Linked DNA regions of Pan troglodytes: regions 1 and 3 are each linked to region 2. A link is a contact called in public Hi-C data. All regions are on one chromosome and are shown on one strand. Each heading gives the region's core, a stretch centred on a gene start, on an enhancer-like site or on the middle of the called end of the contact. The rest is flanking DNA. Distances are from core to core; before and after follow the strand shown.

Region 1 (3,436 bases), core at 18-2,517, 270 kb after region 2:
CCCCAGATTCTATCCTCTTAGGAGGCATGGGTGTCACTGGAACATGAGGAAGAATTCCCTGGATCCTTTTTTCCCTTTCCTCACACAGAAGCCAAACCTCAAATACACATCTTCCCTCTCTGTCCACACCCACAGCAGCAAAGAGGAGAGCCAGGGATCTGGGGGTGGGGGTGGGGGCCCATCTTCCTCCTCTCGGTGGGTGGGGGCTCGCAGGCTGATTGGCAGACGACCTTCACTGGAGTCAAAATAAACTGCCTTCCTGGGGAGGGGATAGAGGGCGAGAGAAGCCGCAGGTATTGTGTTTTTTGGGGGAGGGGGGTCCTCTTCCTGTTCCATTTCACTGAATTCTCCCCACCCGGCATGGCCCTGGGAGGTGACCATAGCCCTGGCTCCCCGAGAAAATACCCAGGTCAAGCTACAGGACTGACTGGGTCCTAAGCTATTATACTCCCAGTTAAAAGATTTTTTTAGCCCGAGGACTATCTCGAACTCCTTCTATCTCAGTGAATGACTCACTGGAATCGGTGTAAACACAGGTGTATTACTGGCCTGCGGAAGACTTGGATGTCCCAGCACGGTAGAAGGCCAGGTCCCTGCAGTGCAACGCTTGCATTCTACATCCAGAAAACTAAAGTTCAAAGAGGTTAAGCAATTTGCCAGAATCCTGCAGTCCAGGGACTGAGCGGAACCTGGAATCCGCCACCGGGACTTCCAGCCCTGCTCCCTCTGGCGCCACCCTCTTCCCAGAGGTAGGGAGAGCTCAGGCTCGCTGTGCTCACGTGGCTTTCAGAGCCCGCCTCGGACCCTGACCTGTATTCCACTCCCGACCCCACACTTCCTCGTTTCCCCTTCCTTCTCCCTCTCTTCCCAGGGTCCCGCAGGGCCGGCTGGATGAAGTGATGCCGGGCACCTATACACGCATGATGGCAAAAGGAGGACTGCAACGCCAGAGCTCGCCCCTGCAGAGCTGTGCAGGGTCCCCACCGAGGAGGGGGTGCAAACGGGTGCTGGGCTCGGGGGTCAGCCCGCGCCAAGTCTGGGGCTGGGGGCGGAGCCTGCCGGTCCGGGGCGGGAGGGTGGGCAAGAGAGGGAGTCCCGGGGCCTGGAGACTTTGGAGGAGTCGGGGCCCTGGGGGTAGGAGACCGCCGGGTGGGAGCGGCAGGCGCAAGCCGGGCGGCGGGGCGCGCGGGCCAGGCGGGGCGGGGCGGCGGCAGGGACTGCGGAGGTGCGGCGTGAGCTGGGGCGGGCGGCGTCACCGGAGGCGGAGGGGGCGGAGCCGCGCTCGCAGCTGCCACCCGGCCGCCGGGCCCAGGCAGACGCCACCCGCCCGCGGCCGGGCACGCACCGCGCGCAGACCTTCTGCGAACAATGCTCCGGCCGGGCGGCTGGCGGCTCGGAGACCGACGGAGGGGCCAGGGGAGCGCAGCCCAGAGGTGAGCCCGCGACGCGCTCTCCAAATTCGGCCTCTTTTTGTCTGGCGAGCGTGGTCGCAGAGGGGAGCTTTGGAGGGGCGCTGCGATCGCCGAGCGGGCGACCCCCGGGGTGACAGGCGACCGCTCGGGAAGTGGGCAGTGCCGGGGCCGCGTGAGCCCGGGGTGGTGCCCGAGGTGCAGGGAGGCGCCCGGCCGGGAGGACCGAGGAGCTGGAGGGTGTTTTTGATTCATTCGAGAATCGCGCTCTTTAAAACGGGGAAACTTTCCTACGAGTTCCAGGAGGGAGGACCGACTGTTGGGATGGTTTCTCTGGTCTTGCTGCTCTGTCTGCGGCCGGAGGCTGAAGCGCTTTGAGGACTGCTTTCCACCGCTAGAGTATTGTCAAGGGGGAGAGACGGAAGGCCGCCTGGCTGCTGGGACCAGGACCCGGGGGGATGGTTTGGGGGTGCAGGGTAGCTCCCAGTATGCAGCAGCGGGGCTCCAGAGGCAACGAGATGATGCCCTTTTCCCCGAGCCCTGGCTGAGCCCTCTGAAACGCATGCTGTGAGCACGTTATTAACCTTTGCTGGTATCCGGGGACACACACACTTAGAACATAGAATCCTCTGCTGGGCATGGAGGCGGCCGGGCATTCGCAGCGGAGAGCGCCAGCTCACGGTGTGTGCGTTTCTCTCAGGTAAGCTCTCCCTGCACATGGTTTTGCAGAGCCGATAGCAAAGCCCAGTGGTCTAGGGGCGAGGAGTTTTGCGATGCTTTCAGTGCGGAGTCAGGTTCAGAAGGCTTTCCTGATCACTGGCCTGAACTATCCTTAACAACTCCTCTCCCCTTCCCTTTCTGAGAAGAAAATTTGACAGAAAGCCCTAGGGAATTCCGCAGTTATTTTTCTCCTGAGGTCTGATTGGTTTCGACTGTGGTGGGTGCAAAACCACATTCCTCCCTCTGAGATTTTCTTTCTTTCCTCCAGCACTGGAGGAAGAAAAAAGAAAAGGAAAAGTTGGGTGAATATCGTAATTTACCCTCTGCGTGAGTAGGGAGGCAGGGGGCTAGTGGGTGGTAAAGTTGTCACTTTCTCCTTTCTGCCTGGTCAACCCTGGCCAGTGGAGTGTGCTGAAGTTCAGACACTTTCCACACATATTTCTTTCCTTTTACTGGCGTTGCATTAATTTAACTGTAACATACAGAAAAAAATTTTAGGTGAATGTTTTCTGCAATTCTGTCACTTCAGAATAAGGCATAAGCAACTTCTGATGTAAGTCTGAGGGGGTATTTTGGGCCAAAATATTTAATCTTAAAGATCTGGCCACCTTGATTCTTCAGATTCTTTTTTGAAATGGGGTGGGAGTGTATCTGACAGCTTCAGTCTTGCAAACTGTAGCCACAAATCTAGTGCAGAAGTTTGCAGAGGCAAAGACATTTTTTTCATGACTTGGATCAGAAAGAATGCTGAGCTCTTTTTTCTAATCTGACACTGCAGCCTCCTACTGAAATGGGGGGGATTTGCATAATTCTGGGGGCTGCCTCCCCTCAGAAGTAAGGAATGTGGGCTGGGAAGTGCCTTCCCCATGCTGTGGAGAGCTGGCACTGCTGCGCCAGGCAAGGCGAGGCAAGGCTTTGTGGGTGCCACTTGTGTTTCTCACCATCTTTTACTTAAAACAAATAGGAGATAATTCCAGGCACAGAAGTGCAACGGGAAAAGAGTTTTTTTTTTTTTTTTTTTTGGCTGCATGCGGTGGTAAATTCTGTTTGCTGCGACTGAGAAACCAGTTTTAACAGGATGCAGTGAGTCAATGACAGTGGGAAGCCCAGGGCTTCATTTGTTCTTTTCTTATTCAATGACTTCCCTTTAAAAATCTTTGCGTCCATCCGTCCCCGGCAGTCGTGTGATGAAAGTTGCCTCTAAACATCCAAGGATTTCTGAGCTGAGAATGGGAGCAAAGAGTGCTCGTAAACTGATGAGACATTCTCAAGGAAACTTCCCCCACGCTAGCAATCCAGATCCTTCC
Region 2 (3,857 bases), core at 1,353-3,852:
TCCCCACTAGGATGGTATCAGAGGAGGTCCAAGGAAGAGTCAGGGCTTCTGCCATTACCTGGGGTGATCAAGTTGCTCCAGATGTCTTCCCAGTTAGAACTTCGAAAGTATAGTCAGAGCGCGGGCGCGGTGGCTCACGCCTATAATCCTAGGACTTTGGGAAGCCAAGGCAGGCTGATCACCTGAGATTAGGAGTTCAAGACCAGCCTGGCCAACGTGGCGAAAACCTGTCTCTACTAAAAATACAAAAATTAGCCTGAAGTGGTGGTGCACTCCTGTGGTCCCAGCTACTCAGGAGGGTGAGGAGGAGAATCACTTGAAACCGGGAGGCAGGGAGCCGAGATCGTACCACTGCATGCCCACCTGGGTGACAGATCGAGACTCCATCTCAAAAAATTAATTAATTAATAAAATGAAAAATGAAAGCGTTGTCAGAATTCTGGGATTCTAATCCCAATTCCACCATTTACCAACAGGATAATCCCAGACATATTTCCCCATCTCCACAGGGAAAACGACAGTACTGCCCACACTTCAGACTTCAGTTCACGCTGCTTCTCCCTAGGGTTTGTTTTGGGGCTCAGTGAGATGATGAGGGGTTAAAACACTAAGAGTTATTGAAGAAAGAAGTACAAAATAATGGCTATAAAAATTATTTGAGGGTGGGCACAGTGGCTCATGCTAGTAATCCCAGCACTTTGGGAGGCCGAGGCGGGCATATCACTTGAGGTCAGGAGTTTGAGACCAGCCTGTCCAGCATGGTGAAACCCCGTCTCTACTAACAATGCAAAAATTAGTTGAGTGTGGTGGCACAGGCCTGTATTTCCAGCTCCCTGGGAGGCTGAGGCACGAGAATTATTGAACGGGAGGTGGAGGTTGCAGTGAGCTGAGATAGTGACACTGCACTCCAGCCTGGGCGATGGAGTGAGACTGTGCCTCAAAATAATAATAATAATTTTAACAATTATTTGAAAAGAATAAGGAATTGAGTATTATCATTATTATTTTTAGTTGGAGGTCTTAGGTAGCTCTAGAACCTGCAGTATGCAGGCAGGATGGTTCACGACCAGCAATGTCACAGGGACCTCAGCCCCCATGTGTCCCTCCCTTGCCCTGGCCAGGTCTTGGGTGACTCATGAACTTTCCTAGTGTCCTTGCTTCTCCCGCTTGGACTGCAGTGGCACTGTCCATCTTCTGCTGCCTCCCAGCTCCGCCTCACTGATGGAGATGCCTTTATTTTAATCTCTTACAGTGCCCTGGAGAAATACCACTTGCTGTATTTAATTGAATCTAAAATGTCCTTCATTTTAAGCTCCATCATTAGCTGATGTACCACAAAGAGAGGAAAAATCATTGTCAATGAGACTATGACATGGTGTCTTAATGACAGGCCTGCCTGATGAGTGAATTGGCCACACCAACCTCTTTGTTGCATTGGAATTTCTTTCATGGATTCTAAAGGGCTTGACAATTTCCCCTGCCTTCAGCTGCACTGCTTGGCTTCTGCTGGGCATTCCCTTTTTATAGCTCGATAATTCGGTATGAATTAGCTTCACTTTATGTTCACTAAAGCAGGGCACTCAGACTTTAATATGTCTACAAATCAATGGGACTTTGTTAAAATGCAGATCCTGATTCAGTAGGTTTGGGGCAGAGCCTGAAATTCAGAATTTCGATCCATCTCCCAGGCGATGCTGCTGGTCTGTGGACCACACTTTGAGCAGCAAGGTTGTAAAGCACTTGGTTTGTTCTGCAAGAGAATATGGAATTGCAAGCATTCCTCCCGTCATGAATATTCACTTCACAAATAACAAATGTATGTACCCCCCCGCCCCACCCGCTCTGTCTCCTCACCTTCTGAATACACCTTAAGTTTTCCTTTCAATGCTGAATCATAGTATAATCTTTCTGAAGGCATTTTACATGGCAATTAAACCCGGCACATGAAGTGCCAACAGTGCACATAATCCCGCTGAAGTGATGACAACAGCCACAGCTGTGAACAAGTTTGCACATGCCGCAAAGACAACGAGGTCACGTGGGCGCCTGGCGGGCGGCGATTGTAGAATGCTTTCGATCTATTCCAATGTCAGAGAATTCAGAGCTGTTAAAAGGTGAAAAAAATCTACATCTTAGAATCAATGCAAAGTGGAAAGTAATTTATTCTTTCAGTTTCTTCCATTTCTCCCTTTCCTACTTCCTGCTCTGCTGTCAACTTGAAGACATTTTTTTTCAGTGGCTGATGCCTGTCACAAATTTCCTTTGCTTTTACGGAGTGAGTTTGCTATCCCATCCATTCGGGCCCATCCAGAGCCCTGCCTGGGAGATGGCAGCTCTTACCCCATGACCTTGTTGAAGGGTTTTTGTGCTGGGACTGTCTGTCACCTTCCAGGCTGGCTGCTCATCCTCTTCCCCAGAATCCCATGAGTTATAATCCCTCCTGGACACTTACTTGGCATGACCACACTTTCTGCGAGCTTGCAAAATGAGTGCCCTGCCTGGGATGCTTGCTGGTAATGCACTGAGCCTAGCGCAAGATAGGTGCTTGGAGAATGTCTGTTGAATGCTTTGGGGAGACAGTACACAACTGATCAGAATGCCTGGAATTCTTGAGTCACTGAGGATGCATTTTTATCTGCAGAGACCACGGACTGCATGAGTGCTTGACATCAGCTGGGGGTGACGTTGGGGTGGCAATTTCCATTAGCTATGCTTGGAATTTTTCTCACCACTTGACATATTATCAACCCTTGACCTAGAGTGGAGTATCACCCGAAAGAGGGGACAGGATAAACAAACATGGAAAGAATTTAAATCTCTAGCTCCACATTTCCCAAAATATTTTCTAGGAAGAAACATTTGAGTTTCCAGGGATTTTGATAGGTTTGCTTCCAAAATGACTCTGCCTACTGTGTGAAGTAAGCACACATCTCCACTTGTCTTCCATTGAACTCAACTCTAAAACCTGAACAGAATATGTATCAAATAAGATTGGGAAATTCTGGAATGAAATTGAAGTTCAAGTGAAACAGTTTTCTTTCCTGCACACACCTGGGTCATCTTTATTAAGTGTGCATCTCTAGGAAGGGGTTTATTTGTAATTAACAGTTCTCAAACAATTTGATTACAGATTGCTTTTCCCTCCAAGAAGCATCACAAGAGATATGCTGCTTCGTGGCCGGGCGCGGTGGCTCACGCCTGTAATCCCAGCACTTTGGGAGGCTGAGGCTGGTAGATCACCTGAGGTCGGGAGTTCAAGACTACCCTGGCCAACATGGTGAAACCCCATCTCTACAGAAATACAAAACTTGGCCGGGCATGATGGCAGGTGCCTGTAATCCCTCCTACTTGGGAGGCTGAGGCAGAAGAATCACTTGAACCTCGGAGGCAGATGTTGCAGCGAGCTGAGATTGTGCCCCTGCACTCCAGCCTGGGCGACAAAGCAAGACTCCAGCTAAAAAAAAAAAAAAAGCTACAGTGTTTCAGTGTTGTCTGTGTCCCCACATGCAGATTGAATGGATATGACACCTTGCATATATATATATATATGTATACAAAATCTCACTTTGTTGCCCAGGCTGGAGTGCAGTGTTGTGATCACAGCTCACTGCAGTCTCGACTTCCCTGGCTCAGGTGATTCTCCCACCTCAGCATCCCGAGTAACTAGGACCACAGGCATGTGCCACCATGCCTGGCTAATTTTTGTATTTTTTGTAGAGACAAGGGTCGCACTATGTTGCCGAGGCTGGCCTTGAACTGCTAGGCTCAAGTGATCCTCCTGCCTTGGTCTCCAGAAGTGCTAGGATTATAGGCAGGAGCCACCAAGCCTGGCCACCTTGCATATCTTAAATGAAAGT
Region 3 (3,388 bases), core at 815-3,314, 340 kb after region 2:
TTTATTGAGTGTCTACTATAGGCCAGGTACTTTGCCACAATCTGAGTATGTAGGTGTGAATATAAGCTTCCTTATAGAGCTATGATGTAGTGAGGGAGATGGATAATGAGGTCATTCTTCTAATGTTAGATCCAGAAGGAGCATTCGACCTAGGAATCATCTTGAACAATAATAGTAATAATATCATTTGTGTGAGCATTCACTCTACAACTAGACTCTTACCTCTAATCCTAACAGTAATCCTACAGGTTAGGTAGGTTTTACAGATGGAGGATCTGAGGCTCAAAGTGGTTAACTAATTTGCCCATAGCTAGTTGGTGGCTGGAATGGATTTGAGCTCTTCTGTGTCTGTCTCCAAAGCCTAAGTTATGTCCCTACCATTTAAGATAAATGAAGTTCAGAGACATTAAGTGACTAGCTCAAGGCAGCACAGCTCTTTAACCTTTGATGCTGGATCAGGCCTCTTGCTACCCACACTGTATTGCACTGTCAGAGTGCAGCTCTGTGTGAGCTAGTTGAGCCATCTGCACCCATTTGGGCCACTGGAGTCTCTACCATGAACTCCAGTCCTTCCTGTGGCCCTATTTGTCATCTTCTTTTGCTGTTCCTTGATTACCTATTGAGACCCTGGCCCTTCTATAAATGTGGGCTTTTATTGGGAGTCAGGAGGGAGACCCTGAGCTATCTTCTCTCATCACCTGCCCTAAGACATCCCTTTTTTTTCCAGTTAGAAAAGTGCAAAGAATAAGCTAATTTGAAATGGCCTTGGTGGGGTAGCTTGCTTACCAACAATTTTTAAAAATAATATTGCTAACATTTAAAAAATAATATTAAATAATATTTAAGTAATATTATTATTACTATTAATATTCAGTATATATAAATAATATATAGTAGTTATAATTAATAGTAGTAATAATACTAATATTCAGTATATATTATTTATAATTATTTATTATTTATATATACTGAATATTATTAATAGTAGTAGTAATAGTATTATTATAAATAATATATACTGAATAATATTATTCAGTATCAAGAGACAGCTGACCTTTCTGTTTTGAGGAGGAAAAAGCCTGGTGGAAGACACTGAATTCCTCTTGTCCATGGTATAGAAAGTGAGGTGACCCTTCTGCAAGAAGTAAGGGGCCCTTGGGACAAACGGTTTTTTTTTTTTTTTAATTATTATTAATGTATTTATTTAGAGACAGAGTCTCGCTCTGTTGCCCAGGCTGGAGTACGTGGTGTGATCTCGGCTGACTGCAACCTCCATCTCCTGGGTTCAAGCGATTCTCCTGCCTCAGTCTCCTGAGTAACTGGGACTACAGGCGCCGCCCCCTCACCACGCCTGGCTAATTTTTGTATTTTTAGCAGAGATGGGGTTTCACCATATTGGCCAGGCTGGTCTCGAACTCCTGACCTTGTGATCCACCTGCCTCGGCCTCCGAAAGTGCTGGGATTACAGGCATGAGCCACCGTGCCCCGCCACAGTTTTGTTTTTCACAAACATAAATAATTGTGCTGTGCAGCTTGGATTCTAGGGCCCCATATATTACTGCAGAATTAGCCGTATTCTCTAATAAACAACACAAAAGAAATTTAACTTTCCTTAAGAATGTTAAAAACAAGTGTTGCTCCTTATTTCATTAGAAACAGAAGCCACACAGAAACCAAAAGATAAGCCTTAGCTTCTAAACAGGAGCCGCAGGGGTTTCCTAGTTGACTTTCCCGGAGACGTGGTAGCTCAAGGACCGTCTCTGTGCCACGTGAAAAAGGAAAGTTGGAGACTAGCATCCAATATGCAGAGGATGGTAATTCTTGGAACAACGTTACCAGGAACAATATTAATTTGCAAATGTGCCTGGCCTGGTCATTGTGGGGGCGGGCCGTGGGGGCCCTGGAGCATCATTTCGCACGGGCAGCTGTTCCACTTCATTAGCTCTCCAGTCTAGACGAAATACAGTCATCTGGGGATCCGCAGGAGGGGGAGTGGGTCTCCCTTCCCAGCCAGCGAGCTGCCTGTCTGAGGCTGAGCGCATTTTATCTGCACATGTTAAACAGGGAGCCGGCACTGAAGGCAGACGGAGCCTCGTTTGCGGTCGCGGAGTCCTAGTTAACAATAGCAGGCTCACACCTGCTCCTTGCTGATGCTGGAACCTACTACTTTGGGCTCAGCGCCCTGCAGCAGTGAGGAGATTAAGCTGGTTCTTGTGGCTCCACCGCATGAATAGGTGACAGGAAAAAAAAAAATCATTAGTTGTGTGTGCGTTTTCGAAGCAGTTTCATTTCTCAGCCATCTAGACAGAATTCTGGCTTGGTAATTAGGGCCCCGTTTTAAGCTGCTGGGCCTTTTTTATTTAACAGACATGATTTAGCCCAGACTTTAGCCCGTGAATGAGGCCCTGACTCCAAAGTTTAAATGAGTCCTGGCTCAGCAAAACGTTTGAAACTTGAGCTGAACCAAGAGTCTATGTAAAGTTCTAGAGCTAAAAATCCGAGTGCAGGGCCCCCTGAAAATGAAATGAGGGTGGGGGCAGGGAGTAGGGAGATGGAGATGGAGAAAAAGCCACTCCGTCCCCCACCGCCCCTTCCCCCACCCAGTGCTGTAGAATGATCTCCGGCGCGGGCCTACAGCTCACTCACAGGGCTAGTTAGCATGCGCCCAACGCAGCCCTCTCCGTTGCTGGGCTTTGAGGAAGCTGCGGGTCTTGCCAAAGGCCCAGTGCACTGATTTTGAAATGCATCCAGCCCAGTTGCCATTTACTCTGCTCCTTCATTTACATCTCTGTGCAAAATGTCAGCAGCCTGACTGGAGCTCCAGGCCTCAAGTGTTTGCTGGGCCCAGGCTTTTCATACCCCTGAGAAAAAGGAGCCTTGGAAACTCTTCCCAGGCCCCTGGGCAGCTGTGCTCTTCGGGTTTGCACAATACCTGCAGGCCAGCTCTGGATGCCTCCGCATCACCAGAGGGCTACAGCCGAGATGGCAAGAGCAGTCACCATAGCAACCTTCCCCATTGTGCTTGCCCTGGGCTGGGCCTGGCGCTGAGAGCCATGCCTGCATCATTTCATCTGATCCTCACAATGGCCCTACGAGGAAGGACTATCCCTGCCCCTGTCATTCAGAGGAGAAAACATGCTTTGAGATAAATACCGTCCATCTTCATTATTTATGGATTCTGTATTTGCAAAATCATCTACCCGCTCAAATTTATGTGTAATTCCAAAATCAATACTCGAAGCGCTTTCCAGTGATTTCTGGATACGTGTAAGGCAAGGAAAAATTTGAGTCACCTGATGTTTAGTTCTCACGATGCTAATAAAGACATACCTGAGACTGGGTAATTTACAAAGGAAAGAGATTTAATTGACTCACAGTTCAGCATGGC

Evidence for each region. Hi-C and Micro-C count contacts between places; a contact is called where the count stands out from the background.
Region 1: a Hi-C map of stem cell-derived neural progenitor cells shows a contact between it and region 2, with 11 times the contacts expected there. The contact joins the promoter of PRAG1 here to the enhancer-like site in region 2. A contact is called at or near these places in 2 of 7 Hi-C or Micro-C datasets (induced pluripotent stem cells and stem cell-derived neural progenitor cells) and 1 of 1 datasets of contacts at active chromatin or transcription factors (stem cell-derived excitatory neurons).
Region 3: a Hi-C map of stem cell-derived neural progenitor cells shows a contact between it and region 2, with 2.5 times the contacts expected there. The contact joins two enhancer-like sites. A contact is called at or near these places in 1 of 7 Hi-C or Micro-C datasets (stem cell-derived neural progenitor cells) and 1 of 1 other capture datasets (stem cell-derived neural stem cells).

Annotation. Positions count from the first base shown.
Region 1 is chr7:14,369,313-14,372,748 of NHGRI_mPanTro3-v2.0_pri, reverse strand. It overlaps PRAG1 (PEAK1 related, kinase-activating pseudokinase 1), which reads left to right and starts at 1,267. Exons shown (of 6, transcript XM_001136236.8): 1 at 1,267-1,433.
Region 2 is chr7:14,644,841-14,648,697 of NHGRI_mPanTro3-v2.0_pri, reverse strand. No RefSeq gene overlaps it. Among named protein-coding and RNA genes, the nearest start is that of CLDN23, 37 kb to the left of the region's middle. Within about 2 kb of position 2,602, at least 8 of the 24 cell types and tissues checked have an H3K27ac peak or open chromatin away from gene starts, as enhancers often do. A contact at or near this core is called in induced pluripotent stem cells, stem cell-derived neural progenitor cells and stem cell-derived neural stem cells, where this site is marked.
Region 3 is chr7:14,305,842-14,309,229 of NHGRI_mPanTro3-v2.0_pri, reverse strand. All of the region lies in intron 5 of PRAG1 (PEAK1 related, kinase-activating pseudokinase 1), which reads left to right. Among named protein-coding and RNA genes, the nearest start is that of PRAG1, 64 kb to the left of the region's middle. Within about 2 kb of position 2,064, at least 18 of the 24 cell types and tissues checked have an H3K27ac peak or open chromatin away from gene starts, as enhancers often do. A contact at or near this core is called in stem cell-derived neural progenitor cells and stem cell-derived neural stem cells, where this site is marked.